2 separate regions of the Mus musculus genome follow, and region 2 is linked to region 1. Evidence: chromatin contacts called from public promoter capture Hi-C data. All regions are on one chromosome and are shown on one strand. The core of a region is the stretch at or near the end of the contact, and the rest is flanking DNA. Distances in the headings are between cores, read along the strand shown.

Region 1 (6,106 bases), core at 1,573-4,072:
AGGTCACCTGGCCTCTGAGCCATGGACAGACAGCTCCGGCTCCCTTCCCTGGACAGTGGTACTGAGTTCATTTCCTGTCCAGTGGAGCCATAAATTAATGGTGCAGCAAGGCACACATGAGAGCCTAAACCCACAATCTTCGTGGTTCAGTCCCTCCAAGTGCAAGGACTGCAGATGTGGACAGTACGTCCAGCTTCAATAGTCACGTCTTTCCATGAATGAAATACTGTTAAGTCCTGTGTGCACTGGACCCTTGTTACTGTGAGTAGAGCACTCCCCAGCCTTGATAGGCTTTTGGGATCCTTGGTTATTGTGAAGCAGAGTGGCCTTGACTTTCAGCTATCAGCCCTAACTGCACATGGGAGCATTTGGGGGTGAAGTGTTGTGGTCCCTACAGCCTAGTCAGTCCAGGGGAGGATATCTATGTTAGTCGGGTAGAGAGGAACTATGACAGCTGACGAAATAGGTCAGAAATAAGTCACGGCTGGGTGGGGGTATGTTGTTTCATTTATTTGTAGATCTGAATAAGTTCAAAAAGGGAGAAGCACTAAACTACCCATGGCCAAGGATAGGAGATGCTGAACATCTTTTCTGATGTGGCAAGGCACATTCAGAAAGGACTGTAGAGCCGGAGGGTGTGGTAGTATATGCCTGTACCATCAGCTACTAAGGAGGCATGACAGAATCACAAGTTTCCAGGCCTGCCAGGGCATCTGGGTGAGACCCCTGTTTCACAATAAAACTGAAAAAGGAATTGAAGCTGTAGTTTAGTAGTAGAGCTCGTGTTTAGCACAAGGCTCTAGGTTCTATCCTCAGTATGGGACAACATAATACTAAAGGCTAATGTTTTAGGGGTTTGCAGGGATAGGAGAGGGGCCCCCTCATCGTCATCTTCTGTGGACTTGATTTTCTCCTTTTTGGAGGCAAAATAATGAACTGGACTCTCCAGGTGCCTGTCAATATGTTTCCTCTTGGTTTTGAACCTGGTAGGAGGTACTAAGTGGGAGAGAATGAGGAATGGGCTCACTAGTAAGAGCTACTGAGCACTTCTTTCTCCCTGTGCTCTGCTGTAATTGCCATGAAGCACCAGACCAGACTCCCTCTCCCTGGGAGGAAACATGAGTTTGGCTAAATAAGAGTGTAGTGACATGTGTAGCTACAGTGTCCTCATGTGTTGCTTCCCCACTTTGGAGAAAATACCTGATGATTATTATGTTTTGATGCTTGCTCGAATAAGGATCTCCTAGCATCCCCTCTTCTTGACTCAGGATATTTTAGAAAGAAAAGATGAAGCTCTATGGGTACCTCAGGAGGACCTGTGGGATATTTGTTTTCTTCCTTCTATCCCATCTCTAACCACAAAAGAAAACAAAATACCAACCAACAAACCAACCAAACAAACAAAAAACAAATTAAAAAAACAACAACCCCCCCCCCAAAAAAAAAAAAAAACCAAAACCAAAAAACCAAAAAACTATCTTGGGGCTATTGAGATGGCATAGTGCATAAAGTGCTTGCTGCCAAGCATAGTGAACTAGTTCAATCCCTGGAAACCACATGGTAGGTTCTATAAGCTGTCCTCTGATCTCTACCTATGTGCTGTGGCATGTGCACACGTATGTGCGCATGGACGCGCACACACACACACACACACAATAATACAAAATGTTCCTGTGCCACTGCATTTTGTTTTCTCACCTTGAGTCTTCACTGTGCCCTGGGCACTCAGAGGTAGGTTCAGTGTAGGGTGCCGGACAGCTCCAACTTCAGCATCTCTTAGAGTCTTCATCACCATGGAGACACTGGGGCCACCTCTAGAAACCTGCATGTTGCTGATGAACCAATGTGCTTTCTCAAAAGTGGCCTCTTGTCTGGCCTGGAGGAAATACTTGGAGATCTCGCAGGTCACTGCCTTCCCGCTGCAGTCAGCATGGAGCAACGCCTCTGCCTGGGGAATCTGTACCAAGTCCACTGGGGAGAAGGGCAGCATACAGAAGTAATGTTGGATGGACAACGCCAGACCGGGGGGGGGGGGGGGCAGGCGTGGGTAGATAGAACTGGGAACGGGGCTGTTCCTGTGGAGGAAGCCTAGGATGGGGAGATTTTACCTGAGGCCTCAAAGATAACAGGTGAATCCTGTTTGGTCTCAGTGCTCCCCTGGAAATCTGTGATGCCTTCCAGGGAGCCATCATCCAGCACTGGTACCTGCTTCAGCACAAGCAAGGCCCTCTCCCTGTCCCCACTGCTGGCAAAAGCCCCGCGGTGCCTGTCTTCTGTCACCAAGAAGCAGTCTAAGATGATGTCCGTGGGCTGCCGCTGTCTTTCTGCTGTGGTGGGCGCTGTGGGAGGGTCTGCAGGGAAAGTGGAACAAGCACCCTCGTCCTCCACACTCTTCCCACCCCTTCACCAAGCCCCGGGCTGAGCAGCAGGTAAAGGTGCCTTCTGAGCCCCGCTGTCCTGGTGTCATCTATAAACCCAGCTTCTGCTGAGGCACCTGCTACTCAGGCAGCGGCTCTGTGAGTTATTTCAAGTCCTAGATCTGTCCTGATCAAAGCCAGAGGGGTTTATGCTTTGTATTTCTGAGTCTCAGCTGTGGGATGCAAGGGAATTTCTGGAAAGGAATTCTCAGGTTAAAAAAAAAAAAAAAAAAAAGGAATAAGAAATACTGCCACAGGGGAGAGGAGCCAAGACACTGCTGTTCCTAGGGACATTGACAACCTTTTTCTCATCACCCAACTTTCCCAGAGGCCTCTGCTTTCTGCCATAGCCACGCCCACCAGGAGTCACCAACCCAATGATTTCTTAGCCTGGGGAGCCCCTTCCTCTTCTAAGGATTCAACTCAGGGCAGTGAGCTGTCCCACAGAATGCTAACACCCTGCCTTCCCATCGAGGAAGCCCCCCTTTTCTGTGAGTTCTCTGCCGTACCCCTCTCCAAACTGGTTCCGCATGTTGTGAGTGCCGCACTCATTTGCTGGGCTTAGCAGACAAGCTGGTGCTGTTCTGAGAAGGTGGCTTCCTGGGGCTCCTTTAGCTTGGCGCTTCCTCCCCCCCAGTCCCCCAGGCCCCAGCCTGGTCTCCGCACTCACCAGTCCCTGCTGCCCCAGAGACAGCCAAACAGAGCAGCAGATACCAGCTGGGCTCCAAGCCCATGGAGGCTACTCTCAGGCTCTTCCTTGCTGGCTGCCTTCTCCACAGTTCCCCTGCTAGTGATCTCTGGCTGAAGAGGGGGTTCTGTGAGCACCCTCACTTAGCACCTGTGGTCTCCGTTCTCTTATCGTTTCTCTTTCACTTTCACTTCAACTGCCTCTGTGGCCGCCCGCCCGAGGCCAGTAATGGCTGCAGCCAGCTCTGCTTTCTGTTCTCCCTAAGGTCCACCCCGCACCCAAGAAATCCCCAGGTGATTTCAAAACCTGGTATCACCACATCAGCTTTCCCATCAGCCCCAACTATGAGAGGGCTGGAGAGGGGGTGGAGCCAGAAGATAGATTCCCCGGTACTCTGGACCCTTCTTCCTTTCAGTCCATGTTAAATCCTTTGGGTCTGCCCTGGTGACAACTCCCTGTTCAGATCTGTGATCGAACAGACGAGATGGGGTGTGGCCTAGTTCTAGGATTGGAATTTTAGGAGGCTGGACAGCTATGTGAAGTCTCACTTTTAACTTGTATTTGTGTATATGCGGTGTATACACTTGTGTGGGTGAGTATGCCCAGCCCTGCCTGTGTGTGGAGGCTCGGTGAGGGCACTGGGTGTCTTGCTCTATTACCCCACCTTATTCTTCAGAGACAGGGTCTCTTTCTGAACCTGGAATTGTTTGGTAGCCAACAAGCACAGCAGTGATCTCCTGCTGTCTCTACTCCAAGCCCCGCCCTTGTCACACCACTTAACCCCTTGAATTACAAGCTCAGGGCCACACTGAGGGATTGTTTGTTTGTTTGTTTCAGTTGTAGGTGTGCGTATTTGAAGTTAGCATTTACACTATCCTTCTTCCTAGTTCACTGTCCCTTCTTTTTTTTCTTCTTCCTCCTCCTCCTCTTGTTCCCCTACCCTCATTCTGTAGGAAGGGGAATAGCACATGGAGAGTGTCCATAGCTGGCTTGTTACTAGAGTCCCTGGGCCGTAAGGCTTGGCTCCGGGTTCCAGTGTTTGCCTGCACAGAGAGAAGGGACAATGTGTATAGAAGTAGACAAATGAATTTATTTATAGTTTTAGCTCAACTGAGAGAAAGTCTCAGCCTCAGCTTTCCCACAGCACTGTCACAACTTACAGAGAAGACAGAACCAAGGCCAGGAAGTCTGTGTGTCTGTAGATAGTGTCTCTCACGGCAGTCAGTCCTTCTGGTACCAGGGCACCTGCCGGTGGCTCATTCCATTTTTTTAAAAAAAATTATTATTTTTAATCGTGTGTGTGTGTGTGTGTGTGTGTGTGTGTGTGTGTGTGTCCGTCCTGTGTTTGTAGATGCCAGAGGAGGTCAAAGGTGTCAGACCCTCTGAAAGTAGAGTTACAGCTGGTTTCGATCCATTTGACAGTGCTGGGAATCAAACTCTGGTCCTCTGGAGGAACACTTCGTGCTCCTCACTGCCAAGCCCCCTCTGGAGCCCTTGGTGAGCCATTTCCACCCCTGGCATGTAGTTTTGTCAGCTGGACGGTTTCACTTAGAGTAAGTGTGCTTTATAGCTAGAGCCTGAGTCTCCCCAGCTTGCTGGGCCACACACTGGGATCCTGCTCTTGTCCCTGTTGGTCTCAGAAGGGCAGTTTGTTGAGTATTCACAGGAAAGGGTTCTGATGACCATGACAGGGGAGCAGGCCACCATTGAGGTCTCTGTGGATGGCCCCTCGTCAGAAAGGGCCCCACCAGCACCCGGTCAAGGGTAGAAAGCAGGCTCGGGTTTCCGGTAGTCCTCCTGGATAGGGATAGCACTGCCCTCCTCTTCCCTGGGGCAGCTGTAAGGACAAGGCTCTTCAGGCACTGCCTGCCGGTCTTCATCTGTGCAAACACAATCGGTCAGCAGTGGAGAGAAGAAAGGTGAAGGGGAGAAAAGAGGAGAAAAGCCCAAGTGGAGGGCTGAGAGCTGGGGGGCTTGGGGAGTCTGGGGGAAGGACACTTGAGGAGCCAGAGTAGGTGGGTGGAGTAGGTGTGGGGGCTTTAGGTGTGGGTAGCACAGCTGAGAGACAGGAGGGAAGGCCTGTGTCTTACTTGGCCCGTGGTTTCTTCTTTGATGGAAGAACAAGATTGCACCCAGGACGAAGATAAGAAACATGCTGGAGAAGGTCACAAAGATCCGGATGCAGTCCGAGCTGCACAGGGGTCTATGGGCTGTGACGGGCAAGAGCACACCGAGGCTTTGGAGGGGCATCTCACCCTGGACCCTTAGCCCTGTCTGTCTGTCCTTTTCCTGAGTAACCCTGCCCCTGTTGGACCAGTCCTTTCTCTCCTAATCTCTAACTAGAGTCTGCTTCCCCCTCCTTTGCCTCCAGCTCTGTCTGTCTCTGTGTCTTTCTCGGAGTCTAGTTTAGTCCCTTGAGACAGGATTCCTCCCTGACCTGGAAGCTTGCTGGTTTGAGCTCTGCTGGCTCTGCCTCTGCCTCTGAATGTGAGGGCTACAGATACGAGCTTCCATACTCTGCTTGGTTTTCCCTGTGGCCCTGGGTATTATGTCACCCTTGTATAGCAAGTTATCCACCGAACTTTCTCCCCAACTCTGTACCCCTCTCCCTCACCCAGCACCTAGGGGTTTCCCATGGCTGTTCTTTTGGCCTCTTTCCTCTGTGCTTTCTCTGTGGAGTGGGGATTAGGAAGACAACTCACATGACCGCTGGCTATAGACAGTCGAGTTGGGAAGCTGCCTGTGTAGGGGCCAGGATGGCTTCTCTGGAAGAAACAGACAGAGCGAGTCACAAGCAGGAAACCTCCCAGGATGTCCCAGGCTTTCCTGTGATTTTGCAGGAGTCAGACAGGAGGAAGACATGCTGGCCCAGAACCTAGCTAGGGGTAAACACAGACTGGGCAGTGCTGGGTAGGCAGCCTTCTGCCTTGTCCCGACTGGGTAAGGAGCAGCCTGCTGCATACCTGTGCCATGAGGTAAGTGGGTGGGTGGTGGCTGTGGG
Region 2 (6,106 bases), core at 1,045-3,544, 570 kb before region 1:
GAGGACAACTTTTAGGAACTGGTTCTCTCTTCCTATCTTGAGTCCCAGCAATCAAAGTCCAGAGTCAGCCAGGCATTTACAGCAAGCACCGCCCCCCGGCCCCCCGCAACCTGCTGCGCCATCCCACTGCTGTGCCCAGTACCACACCTTTAAACAGAACTACCTTGCCGGGCGGTGGTGGTGCACGCCTTTAATCCCAGCACTTGGGAGGCAGAGGCAGGTGGATTTCTGAGTTCGAGGCCAGCCTGGTCTACAAAGTGAGTTCCAGGACAGCCAGGGCTACACAGAGAAACCCTGTCTCGAAAAACCAAAAAAAAAAGAAAAAAAAAAAAAAAACTACCTGGTGATGAATATTCACATCAGTCAAGTGATTGTCTAAGATCTTCAGTCTCACATGAAGAAGGGGATGACATCAGAAAGGGATACATTTGGCTCTCTGTGCAGGCCAGTGGTTCTCAACCTGTGGCTCTCAACCTCTCTAGCAACCCTCTATCTCCAAAAAATATTTGCATGATGATTCATAACAGTAGCAAAATTACAGTTATGAAGTAGTAACAAATATAATTTTAGGGTTGGAGGATCACTACAGCATGAGGAAGTATATTAAAGGGTTGCAGCATTAGGCTGAGAGCCACTGGTCTAGGTTATGCCTAGATTAGAAAATCTTAATCCAGGAAGGTTGTAGTCTGCACTTTTCAGGAAGAGTAAAGCAGTTCATATTTAAAAAGAATGGCAGTGCTGGCAGGCTGGCTCTGTGGTTAAGAGAGAATATTGCTCTTGCAGAGGGCCTGCATTCAATTCCCAGCACCCATATCACACCATTCACAATTTCCTGTAACACCCAGACACCGGGGATAGGAAATCTTCATCTACACACCACCCACAGAGGCACAACCCTATTATTAAAAATAAAGCATTTTAAATTAAAATTTAATTAATTAAAATAATTGCGAGCCAGAGAGATAGCTCAGCGCGTTACAGCACTTGCCAGCACTGAGTTCAATCGTCAAAATCCACATGGCAAAAGACAGAGCAGTCTCCTGAAAGTTGTCTTCTGGCCTTCATGTGTGTTCTGTGGCAAAAACTAGCCCTTCCTCCAACATACCCCAATATATACACAAATAAATGTAAAAAAAAATGCCTTTAAGTATAAATAAAAGGACATATGAAAAGGCAGGAGACATAGCTCAGTGGTCCAATGCTTCCTTAGCACACGTAAAGCCTACGTTCAATTTCCCAGTAAAAAAAAAAAGGGGGGGGGGGGGCTGGAAAAAAGTATAAAATGCCATGGAAGTGTAAGCCATAGCTGAACTTTTTAGGACAAGAACTTGTGAACCCCTTTGTTACACACCCCATACACTGTCACTTTCCCTGGGGTCAATCAGTGGGAAGTGACACTGCATAGGAGGAAAGGGCTCCTATTTTGCTTCATGCCTCTAGTGCTTGAACTTTCATCAGGAACATACATTACTTAAGCCGTGACAAAACTAGCCTAACTGTTAATTAAAGCGGCAAGTGTTAAGTAGGCTCTTTTTAATATAAATAGGCAGATCCTAATTTCATTGCCTCCGGAGAGAAGGTCCGTTTTACTATAGAAAGGGAACTCTGCATAAGGACTAGGGTTGTAGCTCCGGCAGGAGAGCGTGCACGCGGCACCGGTTCGAGTCCCAGTACTTGAACAACCGAAAAGGACCTGCATCGGGAAGAGCTACGTAGCATTAAAGGGTGTTCTTGGGCCCCTGGGCTCCCCCAGAGCCTTCAGGAAAGGGCTGGGAATGCAGGACCCTCGCTCTCCCCCCCTCCCCCGCCCCCGAGGAGACACCGTTAGGGGGCGCTCGTGGGGTGACAGCAGACATTCGCTCCGCTCCGTTACATGCCCCAGTAACCCCAGCGCCGGCGACCGAGAGTAACCTCGCGGTCTGGTGACGCCCCCGCCCCCCCCCGCCCCCCCCCCGCCCCGACTCTCGCCTGCTCCTGTCTCAACCAATGGGAAGGCAGCGAGCAAGCCGGCCGGACACCCGTCCGACCCACTCCTGCCCGGAGCCGTCCGGACCGAGTTGTACTGTCACCTCGCCTCGCGCTCCCGCCTGCTCCAATAGCAGCTGGGTCGCGATCGCAAGCCCCGCCCCGCCCCGCCGGCCCGGCCCGTTTCCCTTCCTCACGGGAGTCACCTTTGCCTTACAAACGCTCGGCCCCGCCCTCTTCCTACCTTGCTGCGCTCGGCCCCGCCCCCGGCTGGCTCGACCAATAATCGGGTGGGTCTAGAGGCTCTGGGCGGGCCCGCAGCCAATGCGCACGCCGTGGGCGGGCCCCCGGCCGGAATTGGGGGTGAAGCCACCGCGTTCTGCCCACATTCGGGGCGCGGAGCTGGGGGTCCCCGGGGGGCGCCCGCAGTTAAGATGGCGTCTACAGCGGACGGGGACATGGGAGAGACGCTGGAGCAGATGCGGGGGCTGTGGCCGGGTGTCGAGGATCTGAGCCTTAACAAGTTGGCGACGTCTCTGGGCGCGTCGGAACAGGCGCTGCGGCTCATCTTCTCCATCTTCCTGGGTAAGGACCCTCCTGCCTGCCTCTGCCCCCTCGTGGAGTCCCAAGGAAATGGGCAGAATGGGGTCTGGGGACAGGACCTGTCTGTCTGCCCCGAACCTGGGACCCAGGAGGGCTTGGGGGTGCGGGTCATCAAGCACACCAGCCAGCTATCGAAGGGAAGACAAGTCTGGTCTCAAGTCTGGGGGCCCGTACCCTCTGAACCTCTTCCCATTTTCTTTGGCCCATACTGTGCCCTTTGGCTCCTCAGTCACCTCCCGCCTTGTCATCGATATGCCGGACTGTGCCCTTGCGACCTATGTCTGTCTGTGGCTCTCAAGAGTTCGACTGTGGCCATGAGTACTACTTATTTGTTATTAACAGCTCCCATCATGCGCTCTCCTTACGAGAGGCATAGGCCCTCGAACTTAAGATATTTTAGCCCTACGGGCCTCCTCTGCCCGATTATTTCATACTATGTCTTCTCGGTCTATTTTGTGTATTGCCAACGTATAGTGTACTTTCATCTCTTTTCTGTCCACTTTCTAGTATTTTCTTGTACCATATTGCTTTCCCCCTTAGCCGCCCACCTGTCATTTACTCTGGAATACATTCTTACACTGGGCTTGGGAAACAGCACTATTAACAACCTTAAAAACTCCATGCTTGTTCCAAGGGACTATTATTCATATGGTTCAAAGGATGTGATGTACCTGAATTTATGTCGCAACAAGCTGTGTTATATATTATATATATATTTTATAGTCTTTTAAAAACCGCACTCTTCGAGGTTTTTTAATACATGAGGTAACGTGGTATGATGGAAAAAGTGTGGACTTTGAAGTTAAAGGAGTCCCACTCTTTACCGTTTGTGAGTAGCAACCACTCTTGTCGCTACTCACAAACGGTAAGACCCCCCAGGCAAGCCATTTAACTGCTCCGCATCTAATTCTCTTATGAGATGAAGACAGCCGTGCTTAGCATTGGATCGCTGTAAAGTCCGGTAAGAATTCTTAGGTCAAGATCAGTGATCAGAGACTCGATTCAGTAGGTTTTTAAGTCCTTGGAACTTTTGGGGAAGGCTGCATAACTTTAACCTGAGAGAGGCGTAAGTAGAGGGTTAACTGTAGGAAGTTTGAGATAAATTGGGTGTGGTGACTTATGCCTTTGCGGCTCAGTGCCCTGGGACTAAGGCAAGAGAACTGTGAGTTTGAGCCTGGGCTAATGGTTTGAGACCCTATTTTTAAAAAGGGGGGGGGGAGGACTGGAGAGATGGCTCAGCAGGTAAGAGCACTGACTACTCTTCTGAAGGTCCTGAGTTCAAATTCCAGCAACCACATGGTGGCTCACAATCATCTGTGATGAGATCTGACACCCTCTTCTGGAGCGTACTTACATATAATAAATAAATAAATAAATAAATAAATAAATAAATAAATAAATAAATGGAAAAAGTTTGAGACAATTGGGCTGAGAAGAATAAATAAAAGAAAAAAAAAGTTGGAGACAATTGGGCTGGGAAGAGTTTAAATTCGAGAAAGAAATGTGGAAGTTATCCTGGAGTCAGCTGAGACATGGACACATAATCACCAGAGGGTGTGGATCCAATCTACAGGATGACTGGAACTTTAATCCATACTGAAACAACCTTGGCTAAAACCATTGTTATTTCATATCATACCAAGGTGATCTTCCTTTGCTCTGATAAAAGTTTTGCTCTTCCTTGGTGGGATCCTAAGATTTTAGAGGTGGAGGGACCTTAGGTTCCGTGGCTGGCTCAATACAGTGTCACTCAAACATCACCCAAATTTATCAGCATCCCACATCTCTGGCTTTATGTACCACCGCAGCTTTGAGCTTGCAACTCTTTGAACCTTGCTTCTGACCCAGTTTGTTGGCGTTGGCGTTGGGGTTGGCAATTAAGAACGCTTGCTGTTCATTAGGTAGGAGGTTTCACATCTGTGTACTGGAAGTCTAAGACGGGAAGCAGTGCATCGTCAGGTCGGCCTGTTAAGTGGAAGTAAGGTTGGAATTAGGACTTGGAATTGTCTTTTGCGTGCTGACATCAAATACCGCCTGGCACTGCTGCTATGCGATGTCACAAAAGTAAGCCTGACGAGGAAATCATCTTCCCCATGTCCCACCCCCCCCCTCCTTTCCTCTTCTGCCATGGCGACACATAATCAGAGTAATAAGTACATGGAACAACAGTCCCTTTTCCAAGCCTTCTGGCCTGTCCATACTATCATTCCCATGGCCACCTTCTCCATCACACATATGCTGTTTCCTCTGGTCCTTTGTAGGATTTCTCATTTTCAAATCAATTCTGGGCTCCTCTTCTTCCTCCTCCTCCTCCTCCTCGTCATCCTCCTCCTCCTCCTCCTCCTTCTCTTTCTCCTTCCAGTACTGGAGTTAAACTCAGGACCTACCTCATGCTAGGCAAGCCCTGGACCACTGAACTGCATTCCAACACAATTATGTGTAGGATGCCGTTTCTGGGCATGGGTTAAATATATACATGTAAATACAAACGCATACAGTTGGCCTGACTTGGAAAGTATGTTTTGCTGGTAAATACATTTTCCTTGAAGTGGTATTAGCCTGTGTAACTCCAGCCCTTGGGAGTGGAGGCAGGGGCAGCATGAGTGTCATCCTTTCCTACACAGCACATGTGAGACCAACCTGGACTGCCCAGTACCTGCCTCGAAGAACCAAAGAAAAACAAACAAAATTAGGGCTAGAGAGGTAACTCAGAGGTTAAAAGTGCTTCCAGAGGATGCAGGTTCAGTCCCCAGCATCCACATCATGAGGCTCACAACTGCCTGTAACCCCAGGTTTAGGGGTTCTGGCACATCTGGCCTCTGTAAGCACATGCTCTCACCTACACAAACCCACACACAAGTACACAGAAATTTTTATTTTGTTTTATTTTATTTTGTTTTGATTTTGCGAGACAGGGTTTCTCTGTGTAGCCCTGGCTGTCCTGGAACTCACTCTGTAGACCAGGCTGTCCTGGAACTCAGAAATCCACCTGCCTCTGCCTCCGAGGTGCTGGGATTAAAGGTGTGCGCCACCACTGCCCTACATACAAGTACACAGAATTAAAAATAATAAAAGATAAATCTTAAAGAAATCAGTGGTGCTGCCCTGGGGTGGTGGCCGTACACACCTTAAACCCCAGCACTCAGGCAGAGGCAGGGGGAGCTCGGAGTTTGAGGCCGTCCTGGTCTCCAGTGTGAGTTCTGGGACTGCCAAGGCTACACTGAGAAACCCTGTGTCACAAGACCAAAAACAAAAGAAGAGAAAACAGTGATAAGGTACTGGGAACTGAACTCTAGCCTGGTTTTCCGCTTTCTCTCCTTAAACTCTGTGGGTTGAAGAGTATTAAAACACTGGCTTTCTGATCTCCTTGCTAAAGACCTACGATAAGAGGTCTTTCCATACTGTATACTTTCCATAGTGTATAAATGTATTAGAAACACGTTTAGGAAAACAACATTGGCCCTTGCTGTGTTATTTTTCATACCATTTATGTCCTCTACATTGAACTCATGACCTATTAATGAGTTACAGAAAGCAA

The links. Promoter capture Hi-C pulls out the DNA fragments that hold promoters and counts their contacts.
Region 2: a promoter capture Hi-C map of pre-B cells shows a contact between it and region 1, with 2.9 times the contacts expected there. The contact joins the promoter of Lpcat3 here to the promoter of E130112N10Rik in region 1. A contact is called at or near these places in 2 of 39 promoter capture datasets (liver and pre-B cells) and 1 of 9 other capture datasets (adipose tissue).

Annotation. Positions count from the first base shown.
Region 1 is chr6:125,228,447-125,234,552 of GRCm38.p6, forward strand. It overlaps E130112N10Rik (RIKEN cDNA E130112N10 gene), which reads left to right and starts at 2,823. Exons shown (of 2, transcript NR_015604.3): 1 at 2,823-2,908. It overlaps Tapbpl (TAP binding protein-like), which reads right to left and starts at 3,414. Exons shown (of 7, transcript NM_145391.2): 1 at 3,088-3,414; 2 at 2,109-2,351; 3 at 1,699-1,971. The coding sequence starts at 3,151. It overlaps Cd27 (CD27 antigen), which reads right to left. Exons shown (of 6, transcript NM_001033126.2): 3 at 6,069-6,106; 4 at 5,808-5,870; 5 at 5,196-5,315; 6 at 4,176-4,985. The coding sequence ends at 4,864.
Region 2 is chr6:124,660,810-124,666,915 of GRCm38.p6, forward strand. Lpcat3 (lysophosphatidylcholine acyltransferase 3) reads left to right here and starts at 2,295. Exons shown (of 13, transcript NM_145130.2): 1 at 2,295-2,550. The coding sequence starts at 2,400.